2 separate regions of the Hordeum vulgare genome follow, and region 1 is linked to region 2. Evidence: chromatin contacts called from public Hi-C data. All regions are on one chromosome and are shown on one strand. The core of a region is the stretch at or near the end of the contact, and the rest is flanking DNA. Distances in the headings are between cores, read along the strand shown. Region 1 holds the start of LOC123404301 (phosphoribulokinase, chloroplastic). Region 2 holds the start of LOC123404818.

Region 1 (2,700 bases), core at 113-2,612, 340 kb before region 2:
GCAGAACTTCAATCACAGCATCAGCGTATTGCTTCTGCGGATCTGTCATAGCAAGTGGTGAGTTTACATGCCATCTTTTATTTATTTTTGGTTAATGGAAAACACTTGTTGTGATTAGTTGGTAAAAAGGCAGTACCAATAAAGGCATCAAAATCAGGTTTCCTGGCTTCGATGCTAGCCTTGATGCTTTCAAGACTGTGCCCACGCTCTGCCATGTCTCTCTGCAAAAGTGCCGGTGATTGTTTTTTAAAGATAGATAACAGCAAGAAAATCCATTGAAACATCTAAACCTTGCTGTTCAGCTCACCTGAATTTTCCATGCGAACTTAACCTCATTGCTGATGTCTAAGTAGATGCTGAAGTCAAGGAGGTCTCTCACACGTTCGTCATACCTGGTTTAAAAAATTCTGCTTGTTACAGCTTGCAAAATGATCATGCTTATTTAGTCGGGAAATACTGCTGGCTGTTAAGCATCAAGGAATTGAATATTTTGTAGAGACTTAAACAGAAGTTGCTGCTGTGATTCAAAATATTTTATGATAACGACTTACCCAACAGCTACTGGAATATGATGAAGAAAGAGAGAAAAACAGACACCAAATACTGCAACAGATGGGAGAAGCATGGGGGTAGAATGTGAACTCACATTGGGTGCAAACCCTCGATGACGAAGATCTTGGGGGGCTGGATGAGCTCCGCCGGGTCGAGGAGGCCAGTGACGTGGTTGTAGATTGGCTTCTCAATAGCCTTGCCTTCTTTGATTGCCTTCACTTGCTCATACATGAGATCAAAGTCGTTTGCCTTGGGGTCCAGGGCAGTCACACCTTTCTCCTTCCTCCCGGTTCTGTCCAAGGAATGGTAGTCATCAAGGCATATGACCGTCGTCGTGTCGCTGATGAGCGTGTTCGAGTCTGGGTTGCCGCCCTTGGGTGGCTCTGCAGCACCTCCAAACACGCTGGTGAGCCGGCGCATGAAGGTGGATTTCCCACATCCCGAGTCTGCTGCCAGGCCAATCACTATTGGCTTCTCAACTGCGCATGAGACCTGGAAGGTCCTTGCTCCATGCCTCGTGGTACTCCTCCTGCTGCTTCTGGTTGTGAAGAGGATGACTTGGTTCTGCCTGAAGCCTGAGTTTGGGATGGTGGTGCATGGGGAGCGCAGGGATGTGGTGGTGTGTGGGCTGCAGAATGCCATGTTTGCTGCCCAACCTCTTGGAGCTGCTCTTCTCCCCTTCAAGCCTTGTAACTGAGGCTTGAGGAGAAGAGAGAGCTTGATGAAAGAACTGTGGAGATAAGAGCTAAGAAAACATAAGGAGGGAAATGAGATGGTGATGATGTGGTACCCCTATTTTCCTTCTTTTTTTCCTTTTCTTTTCTGGTGATATCAGGGGCAGCTTATAGTGATCTGAAAATGAGTTCTTCCTACAATTCCAAACAATAGTATTTTGTCTGTATTCTTTCCCTGGACACTAACCTTTCTTACTACGAAAAGCTTCTGAGTCCATTTTATGATCATGGCATTTCCTGGTGATGTTTTTAAACCTATATTGGTTAGAATATAAACTTGCTAGTGCTCTTTGCTGAAAATTAATTTGCTTGTTGCTTGTTTGGTAGCTGCCAAATACACGAGAGATGCACACTTAAAATTCCCGTATACGTCGTTTACGATTTAATGTCCTGCGGTATACTTGTGCCTGTTTTGTCTTTACTAACTAGTTGGTGCTTGAATTATGATGGCCAGAGACGCTTGGAGGAAAGCTTGGTGGTGGTTCCATGGATCTAGATATGGTTGTGCCACGTGGCAGAGCTGGGATGGCTGGATGTAGATGAGGTAATGGAGGCTGGAAATTGATCGCCGAGAGTTGGAGAGGATATGGCTGATGCCTACTTCACCAAGCTGTAGACCATATGTACGTTTATCTTTTTCCAGAAGCAGTCCATGTGTCAGCGTGTGGCCACAGGTATGTGCCATGTCAGCATCCCCAAGTCATTGGATGGCCAATGGCCGTACGAGACATTCCATAGCATATACGCATTAAACTGAAGAAACAGTTTTCACATGCACCCTCCAAGTAGAATTCCTTTTGACTCCTTCGAGGAACATAAGTCATAGAACCATAACTCATTGTGTTTTTTTAAACGGAGGCAAAAGATTTACTTCATCGATTAATTAAGCAGAAAAGAATTACGCAGTTAATTAATGAAAAACGGATGAAAACCGAAACCATAACTCATCATTGATTAGAGGAAAATAGAGGCACATCCATGGACAGAGTAAGGCGAAGGAATCGGGAGTGGCTACTCTGAGCACAGGCTCATCTACACCTACATATGAACAGTAAAATCGTAATAAACAGCAAAAAGTTTAGAATAATTAGATTTTTTTACACCCAAGATGCTTGAGCGTGCAAGACACGTGCAAAATTTCATGTTGTCAGGACATCTGAGGAAGTCATGAAAAAAAAGACGCTCAAAGAAACTTTGGAAAACTGCACTGACTAGACCTGATTTTTTTTGCATGACCTCCTTAAATGTCATTTTTGCACAAAAAATTGCATGCTCCTAGAATGGACGACAATACCCTATAAAAAGAATGGATGAAGAAAAACAGTTTTTTTGCTATTTTTCTGAATTTACTGTTCATTCAAAGCATCTTAGCCTGAGCACCTTTGTGGATTACCGTAATCTATATCATTTTCCG
Region 2 (2,700 bases), core at 138-2,637:
CTATTAAGGAAAATGATCAGAGTTTCCCTTGAGTTATCTTGATTATGATGCCATGGTACGTCATAGGTTTTAAAAAAAAGGAAGACCTGAAATTTTGTTAGTGGCTAATCTTTGATAAGATCCGCTTAGTCCATGTTACTTTGTCTCCTCCTTTCCTCTTTATCTTTTAGGAAAACAAAGATATTCTATACACGAAGAGGATGCTGAGGCATACAAAGAAGCAGGAGAGGCCGCTCGACGGAGTGAAGCTGCTCATCAAACGATAGATGTCGCCCTCAAGTACAACCCCAACTACCATTACCAGTTCTACCCATGCCAACCATGGCCCTAGACCAAGTTAGGTCAAAATCCTAAGCTTGGGAGAATACGTATTATCATCGAATTTGCATTCATGTATCACACATTCATTCCAATTGCCGGTGTTCATCGTTTTCATCGTATATCCATGTTCAGTATTTATTTTCCTTTCTCCTTGTGTGTTTGAATTTCTTTTTAAATCTAAAAATATTTCACGTTCTTTCGGTTTTGCTTTTTTGTTGATCTAGTTTGTAGTATTAAAAGAAAAACTAAAAATATTTCCTATTTTTTGTTTATTGGGAGTTTTTTCATTTCTTGTTTTTCTTCTATTCTTTCATTTGCTTCAGTCATGCATGTGATCATGTGTTAATAAAAATCATGCATGTGGTCATAAGTTACAACTTGTGCACTAATCTACCAAACATTTCAATATTTTTTGTATGGGAATAAACAGTATATACATTGGACACTTAGAACATATTTATGTAGATCATGTTACACATTTTTTTATTAAAATAGCATCCCGTTTACTTTAATCCAATAGTTTCTTATACATCATTTTGTCAAATGCTTTATATGATTTATTGTTTTATAATATGAACTGTGAGCAATCCTAAATTTGTTTCTGCAATAGGTTTATTCTTTAGCATCTATTTATGCATATGTCCATCATATTTTCCGCACCAAGCGTGGGCCATCATTTAGCTTACTAAAGTGTCTCATCAGAGGAGCGAAGTGTACAGATTTGATAAATCTAAACGTTAGTCCTATCCTCTGGGCCTTACTTCCGTGCAAAATCGTCAAAAAATATTGCTTTTCTCAAAATCAGATGATAACATTTAGATTTATCGAAGATATTTATTACTCCATCCGTTGGATTTTATAAGAGGTTTTATACAGCTTGATTTGTGCTGCTTTGTTAGGTTTCTTCGATTTGATGTACTATGCGTAATTAATTAATACGTACTTCAATTAATTAATGAAGTCTGAGAGGAACGAGAGTACCCCACTTTCCCAATATCACCAATCCGTCGCATTCGTGTGCAGTTCGGCGATTTAAGCCAGATGGGGAAAAAAGGAGGTGGCTAAAGCCACTCCGACAGGTCAATCACTCGATCGATCAGCGCTCCCCTGGACAAGAAAAGCTCGGAAGCTTCGAGCCAGGGCGGTTGGCGGCAGCCGCGGGGACGATGGTCGGAATCTTCTCCAGGTTCTCCTCCGGCGCCGGCCACCGCCGCGCCAAGAGCGCCGTCGTGAGCTCCCCCTTCTCCTGCTTTCTTGTCTCCTGTCTATCGTGCCCGTCCTTTCTCTATTCCTACTTGCTCCCTAGTTTACCTGCCCAGAGGAGAGATCTGCCTGTATATATACGATATGTAAAGGCTGCGTTGTTTTAGCTCTACGAGGTCGCGGAAGTTTCAGATTCGAGCTAGTATTTCGATTGATCTCGTATTCGTCCCATGATGGGTGGATGGTGCGGTCTCCAACACACGGTAGCTCCTCCCCTTTCCTCATCCAGTTCTTCAAATTAGGATTCCTTTGGGGATGATTTATGCTTTTAGCTTAGTTTGTTTGGTAGGATTCGAGATAGATTTGAACCTACTGTATGCTTGCTCTGCTTGTTTGCATGGATTATTCAGCCAAGAACCGGCGTCGGGTTTCGATTTCACAATCTCACCATGATGTGGGTGCAGTATGGGAGAAGAATAGGAAGTCGAGAACTTCATAGCATAACATTCTTTGTTGATTCCTCAGACAAAAAAGAACATTCTTTGTTATCTTAGGGAAAGCTTCGATATTTTTAGGTATACTAATTGTAATCCAACCTTCTCAGCCAAATTTGTGGGAATTTTTGTATTACTCGGTTAGTGTTCTTGATCGATTTTGCATGTCCAAGAGCAGTTCTTTTTTGTGGGAATTTTTGTACTACTCAGTTACCTCTTGGCTGTCTTGCCCAACTGCTCTAGTGAGCTAGTAACAGTTTTGGGAACTGAAATTGATACTAATTTAACGAATTTGTTATGATGGAGCAGGAGGTTGTGGAGACATTGGCGCCCAACATGGAGACTGGGGAGTCTGACCCGGCAGCTGATCCTGGAGATAGCCCACACGGCATTGAGGTCGGCATCGAGTTCAAGCCGGTGGAGCACCCTGTGGAGCCTGTCAACCTTGACCAACCAGTGAAATGCCCGCTTCCTGAGCCATCAATACTGCATGTAAGCCATCCTCTGTCTTGTTTATGAATGATTGCATGTTTGTAAGTATGTGCTATGCATGTAGTCCGCTGCCAAGTAGCAAGAACAGCCAGAGGGTGATATGGCTAACACAAAAAACAACCATGGTAGCGGACGTGTGTAGCAGAAATACAGCTATGATGACATGCTGGCTCTTACATATACTCCGGAC

What was found. A called contact is a pair of places that touch in the nucleus more often than the background predicts.
Region 1: a Hi-C map of leaf shows a contact between it and region 2, with 4 times the contacts expected there. The contact joins the promoter of LOC123404301 here to the promoter of LOC123404818 in region 2. A contact is called at or near these places in 3 of 6 Hi-C or Micro-C datasets (leaf and seedling) and 1 of 1 datasets of contacts at active chromatin or transcription factors (embryo).

What each region holds. Positions count from the first base shown.
Region 1 is chr6H:455,938,544-455,941,243 of MorexV3_pseudomolecules_assembly, reverse strand. LOC123404301 (phosphoribulokinase, chloroplastic) reads right to left here and starts at 1,362. Exons shown (of 5, transcript XM_045098226.1): 1 at 647-1,362; 2 at 308-392; 3 at 137-221; 4 at 1-42. The coding sequence starts at 1,194.
Region 2 is chr6H:455,596,732-455,599,431 of MorexV3_pseudomolecules_assembly, reverse strand. LOC123404818 reads left to right here and starts at 1,387. Exons shown (of 3, transcript XM_045098764.1): 1 at 1,387-1,550; 2 at 2,328-2,510. The coding sequence starts at 1,488.